Linked DNA regions of Hordeum vulgare: region 1 is linked to region 2. A link is a contact called in public Hi-C data. All regions are on one chromosome and are shown on one strand. Each heading gives the region's core, a stretch centred on a gene start, on an enhancer-like site or on the middle of the called end of the contact. The rest is flanking DNA. Distances are from core to core; before and after follow the strand shown.

Region 1 (4,455 bases), core at 1,044-3,543, 240 kb before region 2:
AATCGTCTGGGCAGACCACAATCGACAGAAAGCACCAGCCTTAGCTATCGTTTTGCTTTTGATGACTTCAGTGCTGAACGCAAAACATCAAGCATGTTGAGGACCGCTCAACATAACTCGAAATGACACCCGACACTATAGTAAGAGAACCATCTTCATATTTAGCTTACAAGTTTTGAGCTCTCTGATGTAGGAGTATGTAGCAGGTTAAAGGGAGAAGAATAGATGGTTCAGGGTCCCTAAATACACATCGCCTCATCAGATGAACATCTCAGCCTAAGCTGAGCAGAAAACAGAATACATTAAAGCATTTAACAAGATCATGCGATCTTTGGCAGGAATAAAACTAGAGTTTTCAGCAGTGTATGTCACAGCGAAGCATAACTATTGACACGGAAAGAGAGAACATCATTGAATGGTTCAAAGAAGCTGGTGCTGTTTATCTCTTTTGCTGGATAAGACCAGATGTTTGCCACTAGAATACTACACCTCAACATACCAATCAGTTCAGTTTTGAAAAGAGTGAGTGTAGCAATCAGTCATTGTGCCACCAAACCAAACTAGTAAATCTTTCATAAGATATATAAATTCAAGTCTAGAGAAGTACTAAGAAAAGTCACATAATAAGACCATACACTAGAATACCTTGTGAGTTTGTGACTGGAGAACACTGGCACCAACCAAAGTTCTTCCAACAACATAGCGGCAATGCTTTCCAACAAAGCATAATTGGTTGATGAGCTTGATACATTGCTTGCAGTTCGGATGGCATCACAGAAACCCATATAATTATCAGACGCAATCGAAAGCCTAAGCAGATTCTGCGTGGGATCATATTGTTCACATAATGAACTCCGAAATTCTCTAGGAAGTAGGCAGACATGGATGAACAGCATATCAATTACGATTAGTGAATGCACATACGGCAAGAAAGAAGAAACGCACATGAAAATTTAACATTACCATAGCAAAATGCCATTGTGTGATATCAGTTGATAGAGAAACAAAACTGAAATAAAATTTGGATAGGAGTGAACAAGAATAAACATTTGAGAATTGTGAGATAAACCCAACAGCGTTGACAAAAAATGCCCTTCCTCCTGAATTACAGAAAACTCCCGATTTACCAATACATGAAAAGTTCTTATTACTGTTGAAACTTGCAGTAATATCAGACACATCCTTCCAATTCACAGAGACCAAAATTGCAAGCAGTTGCACACACACACACACACAAAATACAAAAAACTCAAACTGTTACCTTACTTTCTCATCTTCCCTCCCGATCTACAACACCACTAGAATTTATATCCTAATGTAACCAATCTATGACTCTAAGCTGAACAAAAGGCCAGAGCCACATCACCTCGTTGGATTCAGTCGAGCCATCCGGTTTGACGGAGCACAGCGTCGCGTACCCGTCGAAGGTCTCGGCCCTTGAGCGTGCGGCCGGCGCCCTCCAGCATCGAGAAGGGCGCGGCCGGCCCGGCGCCACCAGCAGACGCGCGCGCGACCATCTCGTGCGGGGGCAGCATGGCGGCATCCCCGTGCCGGAGCTCGTCATCGTCGTCCAGTTCGTCCCACTTATCCATTGCCGGCTTCTGGGGCGGGCGGACGGGTACCTTAACTGGAGCTGACTGGTGATACTGCGGGGCCGGTCCGCGGGTCTTGGGCCTCGGGTTCGCCGGGATAGCCCACGCGGCGGAGGCAGGGGACTGGGTGGGTGACAGCGAACCACCAGATGCCGAAGTGGCAGCCGCGATGGTGGCCTGGCGGCGGAGCAGCGTGGCCGGGGTGGCGGCGACCGCGGAGGCCGCTACCCCGCTGCCGCCCCCGGCGCGGCGAAGAAGGAGCCTTTTGTCCCCCTCGTGCAGCGCGGCGAGGAGACCGAGGTGGCTATGCGGAACCCGGGTCGGGCTCCCTGGCCCGTCGGGCCGCGCGTCCGAGGCGGCGACTGGGGCAGATGAGAACATGAAGTCGTCCTCGTGAAACTCATCCCCGGCGACGAACGACGACTCCGTCGGCGACGAGGAGGGCGACGAGAACAACCCTACGAACCGCTCGGTAGCCGGCGACCGGCGCGGCCGGTACTCGTCCATGGGCGCGCGCTCGGCCGCTCCGGCGAGGGGGTCAGGTTGAGGGCCCCGTGGGCTTGGGGTCCCAGCGGTGGGCGGCCGGGCGACGTGATGGGGATGGGAAGGGAGGAGAACCGGAGAAGGCAAGGAGGTCTGGTGGGTTTCACTTTTTTTTATGGGCGCGGTTGCGACCCAGCGGAAGGATCACCCCGCCCGGTTTTGTTGCTTGGCTCGGTTATGTATGGGGCGCGACCGCGCGAGTATACCTGGTATGTGCAGCCCGGCCGCACGGCCTGACGTGATCCGGCCCGAAAATCCCGGGCTGGGTCGGGCCTAATCCTCCCATCGGGCGGGCTCGGGCTTGGAAATCAAGCTCGATATTTGGACTGGACTGGACTCAGGCTTGACGAAAACTAAATTTTAACCGTAGACAGGTTGGGTTTGTCGGGTCGCGTGAGGCTTTTTGGACTCAAGTCATGTTCACACCTGATTTACTAGGCGTGACAGCCGGGTCGAGCTCGGGTCTAGGCTTTTAAGAGCGGGCTTTTTTTGGCCCAGCCCGAAACCCAGCCCTGTCTGGGATATGTCCGAGTATAGGCATGAGACTAGTGGATACTCGATAGAAAAGAAAAGAGTTTTAAACATATTTAGATGTGAGTCATCTTAAAAGTAATGTGTTAAATTAAAACAAAATCTTTTTATAGGTACTAGTTCGTTGCCCGTGCGTTGCCACGATGCCATGCACATATTCTCGTTCACCACTTTTAAAATATACCTTTAGAATCCTCATGAAAACTAAACAAAATTGTTAACCTTTTCTTTACAATTAATTCACTATTTTCATTTACCAGCAATTTATTTTTATTGCACTCATCTAAAAAAAATGTGCTTGCATAATTTGCTACATCATGGATTGAAAACCTCTTACATTTGACTTTTGTCATTGGATATCAAACCTATACTTGGGAAAGGGGTGCTTCCTTGTTGTAAGAGCTATGCAATAACCTTGAGACTCAGATTAGCAGCCTAGTATATAAGAAGCCAGGCCTTTATCCCAGTGTCGTATATATATCAAAATTATGTATTGTGCCTTAATCAAAAGAACTTCGGAAAATCTACCAAAACGAAAAACAACAAGCACATGAGCACATTTCCAACTTCCAGAAATAAAGAAGAACAAGGAAAATGTGTGTGAGAAAGAAAAACAACTTTTAAAAAGAGTGAATAATGGAGAAGCGTGTATGAAAAGAGACACAAAACTGAAGGCAAATGGACATAATTCCCATCATACCAATATGCATGACACTTGTTTTGTGCATACATACATGTTAGAGAGGAATACTTTTTGTGTGCATACAAGTGCCGCAAAAGCAGCTTGTCTAAAAATAGCAAAACTAAGAAGAGAAATAAACAGCCTTCTCTGCTCCCATGGCTCTTTTCAGTTGTTTTTTGTGAAACAATCTATTGATCACACCGTTGCAATTGATCTGCAAGACTGATTCTCGAGGATCAAACCTCAATTGCAAGATTGAATTGAATAGCAATCTGTTGGTCAAAACTGTTTGCGTCTCCATCTTCTTCTACCCGGTCCACAATGAAACATACACTAATCCTTTATGTACAAAGGAGAGTATGTATTTTTTGCCCCAAAAAAAACAAAGCAGAGTATGTACTTTGTGACAGAAGAGGTGATATTACAAGCTAAAAAATGCTCCCTCCGTCCCAAACAAAGTGACTCAACTTTATACTAACTTTAAAATGTATACAAAGTTGAGTCACTTATTTTGGGACCAGGGGTAGTAAACAAGTAGCATGCCTCTTACATAACATATCAACACACTAACTTCACATATCATATCATGTCACAATGATGAGCGAACAATTTAATACAACAGAAAATATAAATAAATGTAACCACTATGAAACAATCAGTACTGCAATGAACCATGTATCTATTTGACTCGAATGATACATGAACCTGCTACGGTAGACAATATCTCTTAATATATTTCAATGCTAATTTTCCGTAGGGAAATGAGCTATCTATAATAGAAAAATAAATAAAAATGATGTTTTTTGGCAACAACACCTTGAGATCACCGCATTGGCATGGATGACTTTCTAGTGCAATGATTATAAAGAGTTCTTTTAGTGATTATGCACACGAAAAGCAGTCTCGACCAATATAAATTAAAACCAAGCCACGATCATTTAGATATTAATATGCACAAATCTATCTATGTTCAATAAAATAGTGTTGTCAATATTTGAACAAAGTGAACTAATGAACACAATAATGCAGGACCTTGCAGAGTAGGGCATGAGAGCAGAATACTATACTGATTATCCGAAGAATTGACATCATGTGTACAAAAATTAA
Region 2 (4,859 bases), core at 782-3,281:
GCTACCGGTCTTACTAACAACTTTCACAAGACTACACTAGTCCCGCTCCACATGGATGTCATCACTACCCAAAACATCGCCTCCACCTTCGGCTGCGACGTCTCAACCTTTCCCCAAATTTACCTGGGCCTACCTCTCTCACACATGCGCCTACCATCCTCTGCCTTTGAACCAATCATCCAGCGATTCCTGAAGTACTTATCAGGTTGGGCGGCTAAATTACTCTCTCGTGGCGCCAGGCTAACACTAATCTCATCTACTCTCGACGCTCTTGCTACCCATTTCATATCCATTTTTAGGCTACCAAAAAAAAATCATCAAAAGGCTTGACGCTATCCGACGGTCCTTCTGTTGGGCCGCAGACGAAAATTGCTCCGGAGCGAGGTGCCTCATAGCTTGGAAAAATGTTTGCACCCCAAAAAATGCAGGCGGCCTAGGCATAAAAAGTTTGATACTCCAGAACAATTGCCTTCTCATGAAATTTGCCTTCAAGCTACTCCAAAAACAAGACTTACCTTGGATCAACTGGTTCTTCCAACATTATTCTCTCGACTTCCAAAGCAAAGCACACACACCCTCCTACCTTTGGAAAATAGTAATCAAACAACTGCCAGCCCTACGAAAAATCTCCTTTGTCCTTACCAACAACGACACCTCCACCTTCTTTTGGCTTGACACCTGGCTTACTCAAACTCCACTCGCAGACACATACCCACACCTCTTCTCCCACTCCACATCACCCTATGTCCTGGTATCACAAGTCATGCATAACGGTTTACTCGCTACTCTGCGGAATCGCCTAAGAAATATTGCTTCTGTCGAACTAGCGTCTGTTTTGTCTTTGTTGCAGGATGTTGCCACGAACAACGCGCCCGACGACAGGTTCCTCACCCACGGCTCCTCGTTCTCCTCCAGGAAAGCCTACTCTTTGCTCTCCTCCGACCATGAGATAGATCTCAACGCTGGGTACATCTGGAGCTTTAAGGCACCTATAAAGGTCAGAATTTTCGGCTGGCTTCTCTGCCATGACAGGTTGAGCACGATGGCAAACCTACATCATAAGACCATTACCTCTCACCCGGACTGTCCACGGTGCACTACCTCTCATGAGGACGCATTGCACATCTCCATCCTCTGCCCATACGCGCTTCAGGTATGGGCACTCCTAGGGTTACAACCACCTCACTCCATACATCGCATTTGGGAGACTACGACACCGGTCGGCCTCGACATCAACATCTGGCCTACCGTTGCTCTCGTCATTCTTTGGAAGTTGTGGGACTCTAGGAACGCTCTAGTCTTTCGTAACGAGCTACACACACCACAAATTACTCTTCGGAACATTGTTTCGGACTTTACGCTTTGGGTCCTTAGATTTAAGGACTCGGTTAGTAGGGAGGCTGCCATGTCTTGGCGGCTATACCTCACCTCTCGTTGTAATCTACTCCCTCCGTTCTTAAATATAAGACCTTTTAGAGATTGCACTATAAACTACATACGGATGTATATAGACATATTTTAGAGTGTACATTCATTCATTTTGCTCCGTATGTAGTCTCCTAGTGAAATCTCTAAAAGGTCTTATATTTTGAAACGAAGGGAGTATGATGTAACCTGCCTTCGGGCCTTTTTGAATAATATATTCAGGTGGGGACTCTGTGCGGTTCAAAAAAAACAAAAGGGATTATGGGGCTCGATCAACCAAAGATGACGACCCCGAACCGTTGAATGTGCGAACTTGTCTCACGAGTGATCTAGTAGGTCTGAAGGAGGAGGCTCTAGGGTTTGGTATATCGTTTTTTCTTCTTCTTTTATTGAGGCAAATCGTCAGTTTTTGTTGTTGTTACTCCTTCCGTTCCTAAATATAAGTCTTTGTAGAGATTTCACTAGTGAACTACATATGGATGTATATAGACATATTTTAGAGTATAGATTCAATCATTTTGCTCCGTATGTAGACCCTTAGTGAAATCGTTTAAAAGTCTTATATTTAGAAACGGAGGGAGTATGCAAAATCGTCTGGTATTGCGTCGTGCAAGCCCACCAGTCCGAGAGCTCGGCGCAAAATACAGCCCGTATAACCAGGCGACCCAGTCATCCAAACCCGGGCGCGGCCCACTCGCGGGAGGCTTTATCTTTGCCCACTCCTCCGCTTCCTCCCCGCAGCTCTCGTTCACTTCAAACCCTAGCCTCCTCCTCCTCCTCGCCGCCGCCGCCGCCGCCGCCATGGTAACACCTCGTCGCTCGTTCCTTCCTGTCAACTCGTCGTCGACTTGGTTCCCCTGCTTATCCATCTGGGCATCGTCCGGTGCCGTGTCTGTTCCTGCAGTCAGGGAGGAAGAAGACCCGCGAGCCCAAGGAGGAGAACGTGACGCTCGGCCCCGCCGTCCGCGAGGGGGAGCACGTCTTCGGCGTCGCGCACATCTTCGCCTCCTTCAACGACACTTTCATCGTAAGATCCCGAGGGCACGCCGCCTTTCTTGCTGCTCTTCTGTTTGCACCGCGGACCTGAAACTCATTGCCACGTCTGGCTTCGCTGTCGCAGCATGTCACGGATCTGTCCGGGAGGGAGACGCTCGTCCGCATCACCGGTAATATTACATCTCTTCTTATACTAACCTTTATTACGAGCACGCCGTGGTGTCTGATGTATAGATGTTATGTTTCTTTCTAATGAACATCGTCTCGTGCTGGTAGATACATGTTCCTTTGGAATAGTATATAGTCAAGCTTCGTGATTTGTTATGACCCTAGATGTTTTTAGTTTGCTTTGTAAGCACGGCCCTTAAGATCCCCTCCCTTTTCATCTGTGGGAGCGTGTCGAGTCATAGCCATGCAAGATTGAAAACGAGGATCCGGAGAGTTCTTCTCTGGAACCTCTTCTCTTCCTGTTTTAGTTCTAGCTGTTTCCATCATTTCATTGGGTTTCTTGTAGTGCATGTAGCCAGCAGGCAGCAGCTGCTTTATGCACTGCTCATGCTGTGTTCTTCACTCTTGCAACTCTCTGTGACATTAGATGGAGCTGCCTAAATTCTGGAAGTGAACATGCTTGATATGACTGTTTCGCTGAGCCAAATTCATTTTGTCACCCATGTTGGTGGGTTCTGATGTAAAAAAATTTCACTGAACGAACATATTCTTATTTAATGGAATTGGTTCGTGCAGAAACACAATAGAGTATTTGAGCGACATATCCTTATCCAAGAACTGTTGGCTCTTCAGTTTGTGATCTGGCTGTGGTCTTCTATTTCTGTGAAAATTATAGGTTCTTATGTGAGTGAGATTGTTGAGTTCTGTTTGTCCTGCTCACTTGTTATGAACCAACTTGAAGCTCTTCTGGTCATGCTGTCTTTGCTATTGTGTTTCATTCTTAATCCTATCAACCTTTTGTAAGCACCGCCCTTAAGATCGCCTCCCTTTTGTTCTGTGGGAGCGTGTCGAGTCATTGCTGTGCAAGATTCATATGAGGCTCTTGAGAGTTTTTCTGTAGAACTCAACTTCCAATTTTGTTTACAGGTGTCTTCATCTTGCCATTAAGTTTCTTGTGATGTATGGTCGGTATGAAGCAGCAGTTCTCTGTCTTGCTTCTGCAGAGTTCTACACCCTTGCAACTCTTTGTCAATTAAAATGGAGCCATCTAAATGTTGGAAGAACATTCTTTTGTTTGTGATTACTTGTACAATTTACATTTGAAGATTTTAGATCTTGGCTGTATAATTTCTTCAGAACAATTGAGATTTCTTTTGGAATATAATATGTATTAGTAGTAGAATATTCAATGTGTTGTATTGTGTCGGTGTTTGAAGGAGTGAAGTCATTATTATGCGGCCAAATGATTAGATTCAGTAATTGAGCCTGTGCAGTTTTTATAATTTATCTGTACCTCTGTACAGATGAGTTCTCCCATGCCAGTTTTATTATGCATTCTGCAGGGCCAATTTTCTTCTCTGCATTTACCAGTAGAAACTGAGTTCGCTATGACTTGAATGTTTTTTCTAGGCTATTTATACCTTCCTAGCTAAAACTTGTATCTGCCATGACACACACTGATGAGTAATTGACTGTACGATCTTCTCTGATACTTAACATCTATTAGATTCTTATCGCATCTTGTAAATTTGTGTTTGTACTGAACAATTACATTTTACAGGTGGGATGAAGGTTAAAGCTGATCGTGATGAATCATCCCCTTATGCAGCTATGCTTGCATCACAGGATGTTGCTGTAAGATGCAAGGTATTAAAAAATTGATTTGTTGCATGATCAAATATGGTGTACCCAAATTTGTTGAATCCACTGATACATATGGTAATCTTTTCCTGTTTAGGAGCTTGGAATTACTGCTCTGCACATTAAGCTCCGTGCTACTGGTGGAAACAAGACAAAAACTCCAGGTCCTGGTGCTCAAGCTGCGCTTAGAGCTCTTGCACGTTCTGGCATGAAGATTGGACGCATTGGTAATCCTTTGATGCCCTCTTGTATGCTTTGCCGTGGCATTTCATCTCATTTGCTTCTGGGATAAATCTAATCTGCTAGACATTGTATTTGCAAGGCTTTTTTTTTTCTTTTAGTTTTGTCTGGATGTCAATAGTTCATGGAATTGTTTCGTTACCTGGCTTCCTTGGTTTTGATATGGACTGATGTTTTGCTTGTCCTTTCTGTTCATAGTATAACATTATGATCAATGTTGATTTAATTTTGCCTTGGATGTCAGTTTACTGTGATTTGAAGCTTAATTTTTCCAGTTTAATTTATGATATCTTACAGTGGGTTAATCCATATGTTTTTCTTTTCTGTTGAGCAGAGGATGTTACTCCAGTCCCAACTGACAGCACTCGCCGGAAGGGTGGTAGAAGAGG

The links. Hi-C and Micro-C count contacts between places; a contact is called where the count stands out from the background.
Region 1: a Hi-C map of seedling shows a contact between it and region 2, with 6 times the contacts expected there. The contact joins the promoter of LOC123426669 here to the promoter of LOC123426668 in region 2. A contact is called at or near these places in 2 of 6 Hi-C or Micro-C datasets (leaf and seedling) and 1 of 1 datasets of contacts at active chromatin or transcription factors (embryo).

Annotation. Positions count from the first base shown.
Region 1 is chr2H:463,448,140-463,452,594 of MorexV3_pseudomolecules_assembly, reverse strand. LOC123426669 reads right to left here and starts at 2,293. Exons shown (of 1, transcript XM_045110536.1): 1 at 1,123-2,293. The coding sequence starts at 2,099. The coding sequence ends at 1,377.
Region 2 is chr2H:463,205,895-463,210,753 of MorexV3_pseudomolecules_assembly, reverse strand. LOC123426668 (40S ribosomal protein S14) reads left to right here and starts at 2,031. Exons shown (of 6, transcript XM_045110535.1): 1 at 2,031-2,229; 2 at 2,330-2,452; 3 at 2,546-2,591; 4 at 4,151-4,236; 5 at 4,328-4,457; 6 at 4,805-4,859. The coding sequence starts at 2,227.